2 separate regions of the Mus musculus genome follow, and region 2 is linked to region 1. A link is a contact called in public promoter capture Hi-C data. All regions are on one chromosome and are shown on one strand. Each heading gives the region's core, a stretch centred on a gene start, on an enhancer-like site or on the middle of the called end of the contact. The rest is flanking DNA. Distances are from core to core; before and after follow the strand shown.

Region 1 (7,612 bases), core at 3,303-5,802:
AGTGAGGAGTGTTCTCTGGGGTTGCTTGTCAGAGAGAAAGAGAGACTTTGCTGTGTCAGCAGTGGTGTTATCTACCCAAAATTGCATGTGTGAATAAAAGAAGTACAGGTGTAATTACAGGTGGGGGGCGGGGTGCATCAGTGCTCAACTGATATCCAGTGATAGGGTATTGTTTGTACTTTCAACAATTGTTAGTTAGGGGCTTAGGGGCTGTAACTCAGTTAATAGAGTTCTTACTAACCACCAAGAAGCCCTGGGCTCAATCCTCAACACCATGCACACAGGCCTGGTAGTGCAAGCCTGTAATCCCAGCTCTCAGGTGCAGGTGCGGGGGCGGGGGGGGGGGCGGTGCGGGGAGGGGCAGAAGTTCAAGGACATCCTAGACTACCTGTTAAATTCGAGGTCAACCTGGGCAATGAGACCCTGTTTCGGAAAGAAAACAGCATTAAAAAAAAAAAGCGCGTGGGGTGAGTTATTTCTTAGAACTGCATGTGAATCTACGATTCTCTCAAAATCCTCTGGTCTGATTTCCTAACGGTATGAATGCTACTGGACTGTATGTAGTCTTACATGCCTTGAAACATACAAAGACAAGGGACAGGTGATTGTTTCTTAAATTTGGGGACACTACCTCTCTTAAGTGCCATTCCCTCACGTTGCTGTCAGGGACTGCGGGAGTGTTGGATTTGGGAGTGGGCGAGGAGAATTCAGGGCCTGGCCTCGCTGCGATCAGGTGTGTGTAGAGGTGGGCGTTGATGTGAGCGAGAGGCAAAGCCCAGAAAGAATGCGACAAGGCAAAGCATGCCGTCCTGTCAAAGAAGGAACCATGCAGAATGCCAGTTGGAGAAGGATTTAGAGGAGGGTGCTGGAGCCTCGGGGACGCCCTCCCGTGCACCTTTCAGGAGGTGATGGGCGGCGAACGAACCTCCCCGGAGCAGTAACCGAACCCCGCCACGCACGGAACCAGGTGAGTGCTGGACCCAGAGCGGAGGTGAGGCCTCCCGGCGACCGCCGCAAGCGTGCTGGGCAGCGTGGTTCGCAGAGGCGGCGCCGGGTCTCGGAAGCTGCGGCGGAGACGCCAAGGAGGCTGAGAGTGCGGAGAGGGTGGGGCGTTGCGGAGATCCCGCCGGCGCCAGCCGAGGAGCAGCGGCTGGCTGAGGGCGCGCTCACCCAGGCACGTGGGTGTGGAGCCACCGGCGCCGCCCGGCCTGCGCTCTGCAGCACCGCAGCGCGGGTGCAGGCGCGGGAGCAACCGCGCTGGGGAGGGCTGGGACGCGCCACATCCTGGCCCGACGCCTGGAGGCGCTCTCCACGCGCGTCCTTTCCCCGCTGCCCGGGCCTCCTTGAATCTCCCGAGTGGGAAACCGGAAAGCTGGAGGCTTTGTCCAAGGGTGGTTGGGGACACTGGAGCTTCCAAACCTTTCGCCCACACCCCTGACTAGGGATGACGGGGCAGAGACATATGGACATTGACCTGCCTACGGAGCACATTAGGGGTTTGCGGGGACTCTACCCACAACTGAGCCCGGGACCTTGGAGGAGTAGTCAGGTTCCACGTTGGTGGACCCCGAGCCGGGGCAGCAGCGGATCGCCGTCGTGGGTTCCCCGCAACGGCTGCGCCCAGCCCTGGGCAGCCACGCGCGCCTAGTGGGGGTGCAGCAGAGTGCGCTGGGGACGAAGATGGTGGGCGGGCGTGAGGTGAACAGCCAACAGGGGTGGGGGTGGGGTGGAACGGCAGAAAGCATGAGAAGGTAGCGGTCCCACTGTTGCAGCAACCCTGCGGTAGGCGGGAACGAGACGACAGGATCAATGTGGTGCCTGCCAGGCGCACAGCGGACCGGACAGGCAGGCCTTGGTCCGCTCTAGTAATGAGCAGAGGGGAGACTGCCGACTCAGAATCTTACTGGTGCTGGCCAGTGTGCAGGGATTTAGCCACAGGAACTTGGAGGAAGGAAAGAGAGGGGGACCGTGCCTGGCCTATAGAAGGGGATGATGACGCTTAGCGCAGCTCTTGAGGACATGCCTGCAGACAGGGAGCCTCCGAAATCCTTTTCACCCTGGGACCCCAAACCTGCCATTTGTCCCATTCCACCACGCCCTCTTCGTAGCTTCCCAAGATTGACCCGTCGATACTTCCAGATCCCTTTTAGATTGAAAATCAGGTCAGATTCTGCACTTTATCAACATGCCCCACCCCTGTCGCCATTAAGCAGCTTCTCACAACCCTGAGGTGTGGTCACTCCGAAGGCACAGTTCCACAGACCTCTGACCGCGCCGCAGGAGGACGCTGAAAGCAAATGCTCTGCAGCGACTTGTCCTGTTCAATATCATCCCCATTCATCCCGGCTGTTGTGTGTTTTCTCAACAGGGCGTGACCCTGTAGACAAGCAGGGCTCGAAGTCAGGGACCTACCCCAATTCAGACACTGTCGCGAACACTCCCTACACTACAAGGCGTGTCAGTCTCTGCATCAGCCACTCTGGGCTGCCTCTCTCAATGGTACTCAAGGGTCGGACACGTGAAAGTCCAGGATCTGATACCACACATCTCCAGCTGTGCCGGACCCAACGTGTGTGTGTGTGTGTGTGTGTGTGTGTGTGTGTGTGTGTGTTGCATTTAACTCCACCATCATTCCCAGATATGCAACATAAAGCATTGAAGGGAGAGGGAGGCAAAAACAAAAAAATTAGGATCTACAGTTTCAAGTTCAAAATCACAACCTTGAGACTCTGAAGGAGTATTCACCTCCTTCCTGTCTAGGCTACCGGATATCATATCTTTGAATACACGCCAGACCCTCAGGAATTATCTCTTCGGGCGATGCCACAAGTGAGCAGTATTCTCTCAACTTCCCAGATCCTTGCTAAAAAGGTGTGTGTGTGTGTGTGTGTGTGTGTGTGTGTGTGTGTGTGTGTGTGTAGTGGATTATTTTCCCCCTTTTATATATAGTGTAGTTTTGAGAAGGGCAGCGAGGCATCTGCTTGGAAAATAATATACTTCTTAATTTGACAGGCCCCTCTCTCCCATGGTAGCTTTTCGGAGTCCTCCAAAGTTCTGTCTAGCGTTGGTGCCCGAAGCTTTGCATGCAGTTAAGCTTCCTACTAAGCAAACCTGCTGGACATTTGTCCTGTGCCCAGGGAAGCACACAAGTGTCATGAAGGGGTTGGGGAAAGACCCTCTGGGTTAAGGGAGGCGTTGCTTCGCGGGTAGAGGTTGAGAGGGAAGTTGGAGTGCAATGGGACCATTAAGTCCCACCTTCTTCCCCCATCTGTGCTTTGGACTATGCGGTTTCTGCCTTGGCCAAAAACCGCATCCACGTCCAAATACAGTACAAAACTCTCTTGGACAGAAGTTAGAAAGAAGCCAGTGTAGAGAGAGACAGTTTGCTTCTAATAATCTCATAAGAATGCCCACAGTATGGCCCAAGTGGCGAGCAGATTCACGGTCCCCATGTGCTGCTGGGGTTGTCGCAGACGCGTCCACGGGCGTCGCAGCGGACGTGACACCGCATTTTCTCTGAATTCCTGCCATCTAGGATGGTGCAACCAAGGGAGGGGGTCATGGGGAAGCAGAGTGCAAGGCTGCAGAATCCGTTCTCTGCAGAGAACTGGAGCGAGCATGGAACAGCGCAACTCCGAGGGCGTTCACATTCGAGAGAAAAGCAACGCCCGGTCGTGGGTGGTTAATTGCCGGCTTCCCACAACCATGAGGCACGTCCCTGGCGGCGTCACTACCTTATGTTTTAATTTGACCTTTATTGGATCTTTGCTCCCCTGGGCTGAGGACTGGACTTGCACTCAGAAGACCACTGCCCTCTCTGGGGAGGGTGGGCCTTCTACTGCGGTTCCCTTCTCCTGAGGGAGCCTGTTCGAGTTCAGAACCTTGTAGACCTTGGAGTTATCAGGCATTCCCGGGCGTGGTCTAGTCGTGGGTTGCGGGGTTTTCTAGCCTTGGAACTGGGCGGTGTCTGCAATGCATCGCATCGCCTTAAGCTGTTCTCGGGTACTCACTCTCGCCGGTGCGCAGAAAGAGACAGAGAGGGGAGGGGTCACGCTTGACTATGAAGTGCCGGTGGGGTCTATTCAGAGTGTCAGTGTGTGTGTGTGGGGGGGGGGGGGGCTGCAGCAGAGGAGGGAGGGTTCTACTGCCAAGGGCAGGGCGGAGGACTGTGAAGGCCGGTTGGTAGTGTGAATGCCTTCCCAGGTTCAGCTGCGGTGATCACCCGGCACTGCAGCTAAAGGAGCTGGTTGCACCTTGCGTGCTCCCCCGCCTTCCCTGTGTTCCCCGGCTTTTCCGGGAGGAAAGATGGGGTGCCCATAGCGGGTGGGGCGCGCCGGCTGCCCAGTCGGGCGGTCACGTGTCCCCCTCCCCCTCCTACTGCAGCGGGAGTTCCAATCAGAGCGCGCCAGGGGGCTCCTCCCGGGCAGGAACCACCGGGCTCCGCGGCGCGGGGTGGGCCGCCATCACCTGACCGCCCGCCCCCGCCCCCCGCGAGTAAGGGGCGGTGGTAGCGTCTGCTCGGTTACAAATGGCCCCTCCCGCCCCGCTCGCCCGCTCGCTCGAGCTCGGCGCGGACCCGCCCGGGAGCGCTCCTCGCAGCAGCTGCCCGGGTTCCCACCGCCCTACCGGGCGCGAGCGATCAGACTACCTCGGAGGGCGCGCTCAGACACCCAGATGTCCGGCCACCTCAGTGGGTACCCTCGGCACCCTGTGATCCGACCACCCGCGGAGGCGCGCTAGCCCTCTGGGTGGGCGTGCTGGGCTTCTCTGCGGCGGAAGTCTGGACCACAGATTGTGACTTCTTTTCTAGCAGTAGGTGAGTGCCCAGCGGGAGCGCAGGCATGGGATGCCCTCCTACTGTGTGGGAACCCCGGGATCCTCTAGGGCACAGGAGGTTTGGTGTAATGACTAAGTCAAGCTTGCAGAACAAGTCCGAAGTCACTCGCCTTCTGGGCCTCTTTTTCGAGTTTCCCCAGTCCCTGGTTTGGGAAAGCGCTTTGATTTGAGGAATTCTTGTCTTGAGATACTTGACAAAGGTTGAAAAGACACTCAGATAGGAGCCGGGAGCTCTAGCTAGCTGGCGCAGGCTGGGTACACCCGGCGTGTTTGAATGTGGGGGGCGGGGGCCCTTTTGAGAATCAGCCCTGGGTAGGGCTAGGGCGAAGCCTCTGCGTTGGTCCCGTCACTCTGTCCCCAAAAGCCACTTGAAATGCCAAGGAGAGAAGAAACAGTGGCTGTAGATGTTGCTAACCAGCTAACCCCCTCCGTTTCTGATCTACCCCTGTGCTGCAGGTTATTCTGCCAAGGATGTGTGAGACTTGGAAGCGCCTAGGATACACCATTTTTACTTTATGACTTTTTGGCAGAAAATATGCGTTAAAGTGTTGAATTACGAGGGAAGATGGAGAAAATAACTTAATTCGCGTTTTTGTAAAGTTTTTGTTTTAAATGCAAGGCAGTAGAGATGTAGGTATTTGAGTCATATTTTGCGACTATACTTTTGGCTTTATGGTCCATATGTTCCTTATAACCTTTCAAACAAAACCCTAGGGAAAAAAATAGAAATAAATAAAAACCAAGGTGTGTGTGTGTGTGAGAGAGAGAGAGAGAGAGAGAGAGAGAGAGAGAGAACACAGGACTTCTGGGGAACAGAAGACAACCTCCTTTGATGAGTACAGTGATGGCCAATTTAATTTGTCATGTGCCACTGAAGGGGATGTCAAGCTGATAACATGCAGACTGGAGAGAAAATGAAGTAGGAGTTGCCCCTAGAGGAAGAAATAAGCCCTGATCCAATTACGCTGGGGAGAGAGCTGAAGGCTAGCCCTTCTGCACTGGAGCTGAGTCTTCTCAGTGGAGGTGGAAGGGTGCAGTTTGGGATACAAGCTCTGAATTCAGACACCCAGCAGCATAAAGGTGTGTGTGTGTGTGTGTGTGTGTGTGTGTGTGTGTGTGAGAGAGAGAGAGAGAGAGAGAGAGAGAGAGAGAGAGAGAGAATGGGTGTGTCCAAAGACAGCTCTTACCCATTTACTCTAGCTGCACTTGCTGAAGGGTTGAGAGGTGTGCTGACTCATAAGGCTGCCAGCAGAGCTTAGCACAGTTAGATTTCACTTCTAGACCTTAACCACATTATATATATATATATATATATATATATATATATATATATATATTATAAATATATATAATATATATATATATATATTCATTCTTATCAGTCTCCTCCCTAGGAGATTTTCCTTGGGCTTTTAGATTCACCCCCTTCATTTTGATAACCACCATCTGCACTGGTGCACACATCTCATTTGGCCTGACACAAAGGTTTTCATCTCCCTTGTAACATTAGAAACAGTGACAGTCTTAACCACCCCATTATGTTCAAGGTATTTGTGGAGAATATTGGAAAACCAGAATGTGAACAATTCAGTTTTCTGAACAGCAGAGAATCTCTTTGCCATTACACTGCAAGACCAGGGAGCCCCACCCTTCTTCTGAGTGTCTGCATGACACCAGGGAAGGAACCCTGCAATTGCAGCAGTGCAGGGCGAGGCAGCATCGGGCTCTGTGATGCCTGTGCTCATGTGCACTAATGTTGGAGAGGGGCTTCGACTCCTGTGCAGCCTTCAAAACCTAATATTACTCCACTTCACCTGTCAGCTTCGCAAACCAGTATTTGTAATAACTCTGAGAGGCTGATTTTGTTGGAGAAGACAGAGTGAGAACTGCTTCTAAACTTTAAGGTCGGGGAGGCTGAAAGACACGTCGAGAACAAACATCAAAGGCGTTGGATCTCCTGATAAGATTTCTTAATAAAAATAAGGGTTTGGGTTTTTAGTGTCTTTTTGTTTGTTTGTTTTTTAATGAGGTTTTCAGGTAATATACAGAATAAGCCAGCATGTGTGATAGTTAAGCATCCGGTATCTTCATGAGAACAGGAAGAAGAAATAAATGGATGCACTAGCCCTTTACTGCAAGCTCCACCAAGAAGAACTGAGTCAGGACATGCCACATATGATTAGAGGAAGCCACCTCTGCAAAGACAAGATTTCAAATCTATAGGAAAGAGTATTATAAGCCCTTTGAAGAAAGAGGCGTTCTGAATTCATAATTCCTAATTCTCACTGCCACCGTCTGTGTATCATCCGCACAGACAGCAGGGCTGACCAAGAAGAAGAGAAATTTAAATCATTTTTACTTTCTTTAAAAAAATTTTTTCTCTAGAAAGATGCCCATTTGGCTACCTACCATCCATTCTTAAAGTAGATACGTTATTTAAAAGGAAGAAAAAGACATTTCTCACCTGACAGCTAGAATGAGATAGCACATTTCCAGATCTGGCTGGACCTGTTAGCACTTACCTCAGCCATTATTCCGAGTGAAAATTGCATGTTTCTTTTTAAAGCGATAATTTAAGTTCAAAGCTCCTTCTGTCCCCCCAACACACACACCTTCCCCCTTACATTATCTTCCCCTCTTTTAAATCTACAAAACACAACTACAAATCCCAGCACCTTGAAGGCTTTGAGTCCCTGGAACAAGCAATCAGGTAAATTGTCTGTGATTGCAGGTCATTCTAAAACTCAAATCGATTTCAGTAGCTTCAGGATTCACA
Region 2 (7,612 bases), core at 3,522-6,021, 1.1 Mb after region 1:
AACAAAATATACGACAGTGATTACAGGCTGCAAAGAGAGGTTTTAAAACTCTCTAGGTTCAAATCTAGACCAACTCAGTCAGGACTTCTATGGGTAGGACACTGGGAACACATGCATATGTATGTATTCATTTATTTTTTACAGATATTGATGATTCTATCAAAAAGGTGAATGGAGGCTTCTCTACCAATACATGGACTCTGAGCCTTTTCATTTATCCACTCCATCATAGGTGAGAGCTGTCACCACAGAGGAGGGAGGGCTTAGCCTAGGTGCCTAGGAGGGCTGCATGGGAATTTTTGATTAGAGGAGGAAAAGGTTTCCAGGGGAGGATGAGGACGTGAAGTGCACAGAGTAGAGGGAGGACATCAGACATTGATTGTACTGTGTACTCAGAGAAAAGCAGGAAAGGAAAGGGGCTGGAACAAAAGGGATATGGAACCCTTAAAAAGAGAACCCAGAAGACACCCAAACTCTTGGCCAGACTCCCTCCAGTGTTTATCTGAAGCCCCATGTGAGAGTACCACAAAAGGAAGTCTTGCCTTTTTACAGAAGCCATAGAGTTCTGCAGAACGAGTCCCACTTGGAGACAGGGGTTGTGACTCCTCCTGAAGTTACCTATGCTTTTCTGGGTATGTTTTCCATCTGCAACAAACAGGGCCAACCCTAGGAGTGCTCTGAAGACTGATGTGATCATCTGTAGAACATGCTCTACAGCATGACTGACTGATGTGCCAGAAGCCCAGTGTAATAAGTTGTCACTGATACCGGAGATACTGGGCAAGAACAGCCGAGGGTCCTCTATGGCCCAGACCATAACGTAGGGCTTAGCACCTAGAGGCTCATTTTGGAAATTATATGTGCTAACTAGAAGCTTAATGCCTGACCTCTGACACTTAGGTTCTATTCTGCCCAGAACTATAGAAACAGCACAAGACATAGCCTGAATATGCATGCACACACCCTAAGTGAACATTGTAGGGCAATTTCCTGTCCATTCCTGGACACTTTGGTATGTACCAGGCCCAGGTTGGATGCTGATTTGAGTTGTGGTTACCACAGCACCTGACTCCAGTGGTGTACAGGCCCTCCCCAAAGCTGTTCACCCGCTAGCAGTCCTCACCTCTTTCCAGGCTTGCACCCTGGGAGTATGTGGCATTCTGGAGCCAGCTACAGTGGGAACATTTATACCAGGGTGGAAAGCAAATGCTATGACTTGGGATTCAATATTGCAGGCCAAGCCCCAGCAGCAGATATAATGGGGACATTTGAACAACCCTGACCCTTCTTCCACAGAATGCTCTGTAGACTGGCAGTACTAGCTCTCAAGAGATCTGTTTAAAAAATGTCAGATCTCAGAACTCTGAGGGTAACCCATTCAAGATGTAACATTTTGAGCAATTAGGGTTAGTAGAATTAAGGGGGCTAAAAGAACTCACTTCCTGTTCCAGAGGGAAATGAGGGTTTTGAAGAGGAATGGAGCACTAAATCTTGAGAATCTCATTGCTCTCTAAAGAGTCAGATCCCTGATTTCCCCCTACATCATCTAGAAAATAACAAGAAGGTGGAAATCCATAATCCATCTTTTCTACAGCCACACAACTGTTCTTTCTTTCTTCCATGCATTTTACATGCGTCTGAATAACACACACACACACACACACACACACACACACACACTTATATAAGCTGCTGGTGGGTGTATGTTTTCTCACATTGCTATTCAGCACATTTGCATCCCAGAAGGAATTAACATCTTAGACTTTGGTCTGCTGACCTTTTTTGAAGAGGGGATTTTGTAAAATTCCTCACCATCCATTTTGGTTTTGTGTTTTGTCTTTGGTGCAGGAGTTGGGGTGGGAGGTGGAGCTGTGCAGAGAAGGGTGACACCTGGGACATAATCTTCAGAACTGACCTTCTTTGTTCAGGGCTGGCTGAAGGGAGCAGTCACAATAGAACCCCTCAGAAAGGATCCTAATCTGTTTGATTCTGCGAGGTATTTGGCAGTTTATCAACAAAATGCTCGCTGCTCTAGAGTCTAGAGTTTTTCTCTTGTAGCTCTATGGAAGCGAAGAATGATTTCAGATCACCTAGACGGGGTGATATTAATAACTTGTTGTTACTATGGATTCAGAGTGAGTGGAAGTGCCACCAGCATTCCTCATTGTTGACTCTGTGTGTGTTCACGTGTGCACATGTATTAGTGGGAGTCTAATTTTGATGATGGACATCTTGTTTTTTCAGTCTCCACTTTATTTACTGAAGTAAGGCCTCTCAGTTGAACTCAGAGTTTGCTGATGGGTATTCTACCCTACCCAGCTCGTTCTAAGGATCTTGTCTCTGCTTTCTGTGTGTAGACTCTTACATCTGCCAGATGTTTATCTGGGCTGGTTCTGGGTATCCAAACTTTGATCCTCACGGTTACACTGCAACGGCTTTATCACTGAGCCATCTTCCCAGCCTGAGTTTATAGCTTTCCACTGCAGGTCTTGCTTATTCACTCAGTAAGGTTTTATGGGGGTGCTTCCTCTGACTTCACTGGAGGACTGGATGAGCAGGGTGAGAGAAGAATTCTAAAGCTCCCAGTGTTTGTGACCAGGTGCTCACTTGACTTCACAGGTAAGGAGAGTCACGGAGAGCAGCAGGGGAGGGGAGCCTGCAAGTTCTCCAAGTAAAGAGCAGCACACGGCAGGCAGGGAGGAGCTACCTGTGGGTAGTCGGACATCTAACCTGTGGGTAGATGAAGCAGGCAAGAGCTAGGAACTGGGCTGAGATGAACTTCATAGAAAGAAGTGGAAATACCAACTAAGAGAAGGCCAAATATCTACTGTGCCAGGACAATTTAGCTTTTGTTTTGGACACATTTGCTGTCTAACTTGCAAGTACCCCCTCTCAGCTATTCTACCCTCAGTTCCAAGTCCTGTCTGTCCAGCTACACAACTGTACCAAGCCCAAGATTTCCTTTGGTTTCTTCTTCCAATTATCTTGAAGGTCTCCTTGTAGATATTCAACTTCAAAACCATTTAGCCTCCCTTGTACTACCTGAAGCCTGTTCAGGTGATGGTGCCATGATAAACAAGGAATTAAGCAGTCATGTGACAGTGTGGTTTACTCGGCCTGGTGTTGGGAGCTATGGACCCAGGATAAAGAAGGTATTGAGACAGATGTACTGAGCACACAAAGATGTGAAAATCTGCCTCTGACAATTCTTTTTAAAGTCAGTTATGAAACATTAGGAGCATGTGATAGCATATGCCCTCAAATTAAAATAAACCAGAGAATTAAGAATGCACTGTTTCCTTCTTCAAATCTATAGAGTAACCTTTTGTTGAATTGATTTTGATCTGGCTGGAGTGACAGGAGGAGGGAGGGTTAGATTTTCTTAAACAAGTTAAATTCTGTAATACATTAATATTTTTTACTGTCCTGATATCGAGAACTAATGTGCTGATTAGCTTTCTCTCCACCCATACACAAACACATGCTATTAGATCTCTCCTCCCATGTATACACAAACATGCTGTTAGGTAAATAAGAGCCACCCAGAAAACTATTGATAACACTTGAAATTTTTTTTTCATTTTCCTTTTCTCTGAATGGTTTTAAGCACAAGTGCTTAAAAATGTTTTACAGTTTTGAATATGACTTCACCTGCCTCCACTTATCACATGATAACACTATTAAGATAAAATTCTATTAAAACTTTACCTTTATGGCTGCCAAGGATGTTCCACAACTTACTGAACCAATATTTTTTTTTTTTCTGAATGGCTTAGCAAGTTTCTCACATTTTGATCTTATTAAAGGCGGTAGCCATGCTATTTTCTGTCTCTGTTCATATGCTGCGTTTTCCTTTAGATGAGGTTTTAGAAAATGGAATTGAAGAGGGAGGTTTTTATGCTGAGACTTACTTCCTTCATGCCATACTGACCCCAGAACGGTACTTGGACTTCGGAAAGTCCCAGTCCCAGAGTTCTCAGCTCTTTTCCCTGCTTTAGCGGGTGCAGGGTGAGGTGTCTGTCCCACCCTTAACCCCCAGTTTCTCCCCTAGGTCAGAGGAAACATTTATAAAAACAAAACAGCAGAACCAAGAAACTAATTCTCCGGGCACGGAATTATTTGTTTTTCCCTCCTGTGATTCCAAGCCCAAACTAAGTCTTCACATCTACAAACCGATCCTTTTTATTAAGAAAAAGTAAAAGAAATCGCTCACGATCCGTTTGACTGGTGTTTCAACTTGCGGTCGGGAACTTAAATTTCGGAACTGCAAGTTGCACGACAAGTTCCTGATAAACAATTTAGTGTCCTCTTTCACACCTCTGTAGACGGCACCGCACCTTTCCTCCCGGGACAGCAGGTTCCCCGCCGGCGCCGCCCTGCACCTGCTGGAGCCACAGTTCGGACTCGGGACCGCGAGGGTCAATTTCTTAGGGCGACAGTCCCCGCGCCGCGGCGTTCTCGGTTACAGGGGCCACCCGCCCTTGAACTTGAAGCGCGTGGGACCGAACACTTGGCCGAGCTGGGGTGTTCGGGACAGAACGCCACCCCGAGCGGAGGCTCGCGGGCCGGAATGCCACCGCCGCTCGGCGTCCAGGCACCCGGCGGTCCCGCCTGTGCGCACTCACCTCCGCCGTACATCTGGCACAGGTAAGGGAAGCGCCACACGTTGCCCAAACCCACGGCGTAGGAGATGCAGGCGAACACGAACTGCAGCGGATGGCCCCACTGAGGCCGTGCCTTCTCCATGTCCCGAGCTCGCTGCTCCCCGTCAGGGCCTGGTCTCTGGCCGCCGCCGCTCGCCCGCCTTTTAATTGCTAATCTCATTAACGCGCGCGCGGGGCGAGGCCGGTGAGTGGGGAACGGTGAGCCCCACCCTAGCCTCGGCGGGCGGGGAAGGCGCCCCTCCTTGGCCCTGCGTGTGGACTTCAGAGCTCGGGGAAAGGATCATGTTTCCTCAACTTCTTACTGATTAATCGATGACAATACTATATGCCTGGCACTGCTGTGCTGCGGGAAGACACAGCAACCCCACCCCTCCAGGGCTCACATTCAGGTGGCGGGAACATTTAAATACCACGGAGTGACTCGTTCTTAACTTCTTTTGACCCACTGGGGTAATTTCCTTTAATTAATACCACCCAGTTCACCTAAGTCGGTGATGCAGGGGCAATTTAGGTAAAGCAGAGAGAGAGACAAGTCCTAGAGACAGACAGGGATCCAGGACTTCCCAGAGGAGAGATGACTTTTGCACAGAGAGGGTGGGTGTGGAGATTCAGAGGCAGATCACTCTCCTAGCACTTCTGAGACCCTGAGTTTGATCCTAGCACACATGGGAGACTTAAGGGTCTCCAACTACCGGCCCTTGCCTGCACCTGTAGTGTGGGCAGAATCAGGTTTTGAACAGCTGCCTTGAGGCCAATGGGAGTCAGAGATTCTCTTCCCTGGGCCAGGTGGAAACCCAAGAATTCTCATGTTTTTGCCAGTCCAACAAGAAGATATAAATGAACCTAACTCAGTAAAGTTTGGTACAGTGATGCAGGATCTGTTGTTTGCGTCTATATTCCACCACAGACTAAATTCTGTGACTTGGCAAGCCATTTAACATCTTTGACCTTGTTTCATCTGTAATAGAAAAAAAATCTGCCCCAACCTATCCTAGGACTTTTAACCTTAAAACAGTAAAGAAAGCAAAGTCACAACACAGTGGAAGAAACTCTAGATTCTTAAGCTTTAGTATATATATATATACTAAATATATATATTTCCTGCATCCTCCTATGTCTAGTTCCAGTCTTGTTGGTGGACATTTGTGTTGTCCAGTTTGTGGCTACTATGAATAGAACCAAAGTGAACATTCTAATATGGCAGGTAGATGGACTATTAGGAACTTTGGGACTATGTGCGGCATCAAAAAATATCAGTTCACATTCTCATTAATCCCAGCTGCTCTGCATCTTTACTGTCATTCCACAGACTGTTTTTTGTTTTAACAAAGCAAAACAAAAACAAGCATTTATTGGGACCAGGTGCCATGGCATGAGTGGAGGTCAGAGGTCAGAGCAAGTGGTCTTACCATCTTGCTGGCACTGCCATTCTGTTTTTAAAGTTCTGTCTAGATTTGTGACTTTGTGCTGATGGTTCAATTTACCCTTTGACTTCCCAGGCAACTGACAAGTTGGCTACCATCTGAAATTTCTGCCTAATCCTTTGGTCAGTTTTTCCTGGGTTTCTTTTTCTACTGATTTGCATTTGTATCCCTGCTCTGGCTATGGGCCCTATGTCTGCTTTATATACCAAGTTTCATATCCTAAGTATCTTCTAATGAAGAGAATTCTTATCTTCAAGAAAGAAGAGTTTGGGCAGGAGAGGTATTCAGCTCAGTGGGTAGAGTGCTTGCCTGACATGCATGAGACCCTGTGCTCAGTTCCTAGTTTTCTAGTAACTGGGTGTGTATGGTGGTGTATATCTGTAATCCCAGCACTTGGGAGGCAGATTTCTGAGTTCGAGGCCAGGCTGGGCTACACTGTGAGTTCCAGGACAGCCAGGGCTACACAGAGAAACCCTGCCTTGAAAAACAAAAACAAACAAACAAAAAAGAGTTCAAGGTCATCTCCAGCTACATAGCAAGTTCAAGACCAGCCTACTATAGGAGACCATATTTCAAACAATCCAAGTAGACTGGAGGATCAGAGTTCAGTTTCTAGCACTTACATTGTTAGCTCACCATACCTGTAACTTCAGCTCTAGGAGATCTGATGCCTTCTTTTGGTTTTGAAGGGTCCCTATATGCATTTGCATGCGTGCACACACAAACACACACACTCAACAAACAAATCTATTAACTTTTTTTTTTTTTAAGAAAAAAGGTCTCTTCATGGTCTTTTTGTTTTTTTCTTGTCTTATTTTAAACAACCTTTTCCTTCCTTCTAGAAGTTGAGAGGCAGGAGGAGCTCTGTGAGTTCAAAGACAGCCTGGTTTGCATAGTTGAGTCCAGGACAGTCAGGACTACACAGACAAAACAAACAAAGCAAAGGAAAACAAAACAATCAAACCAACCCCCAAACCAACAATAACAACAAAATCCCGACCTCTTCTTTATTGACCCCAAGGTCATGGGGGTATGTTTGAGCGTTCAACTCGTTAGCAAAGCAACTTTCATCAATAAACAGATAAGGTTACCACCTCCTGAGGCCCTGTCACTGATCCTGGATCTCACTGATTCTGCTAGGCTGGCTGCTCAATGCACGAAGGGACCCTCCTGTTTCCAAATTCCCCTTCCTCTCAGTATTTTGAGAAATAGCCAGATGCCACTGTCTCTGGCTTTTTATGTGGGGGCTGGAGATTGAACCTCAGATCTTCATGCCTATATGCAGACTGTTTACCAAATGAGCCATCCTACCATCCCCAGCAGACTTGGTATAGGGTCTGCCTGTAAGCATGGTGGTGAATACTTTGGACAATAGTTTGCTGCTTCCAGCTATGTACTTATATGTTTTTGGTATCATAAATCGGCTTTTCTACAGGGTTGTTGGCTACACAGTGACATTTGTAAACTGGACACCTCAGAAAAATACTCAGAACAGTTACCAGCCACCAGAAATATGAATTGACA

Evidence for each region. Promoter capture Hi-C pulls out the DNA fragments that hold promoters and counts their contacts.
Region 2: a promoter capture Hi-C map of liver shows a contact between it and region 1, with 3 times the contacts expected there. The contact joins the promoter of Slc6a20a here to the promoter of 9530059O14Rik in region 1. A contact is called at or near these places in 3 of 39 promoter capture datasets (embryonic stem cells and liver).

What each region holds. Positions count from the first base shown.
Region 1 is chr9:122,567,949-122,575,560 of GRCm38.p6, forward strand. It overlaps 9530059O14Rik (RIKEN cDNA 9530059O14 gene), which reads left to right and starts at 4,553. Exons shown (of 2, transcript NR_015610.2): 1 at 4,553-4,816.
Region 2 is chr9:123,674,061-123,681,672 of GRCm38.p6, forward strand. Slc6a20a (solute carrier family 6 (neurotransmitter transporter), member 20A) reads right to left here and starts at 4,772. Exons shown (of 11, transcript NM_139142.2): 1 at 4,626-4,772. The coding sequence starts at 4,746.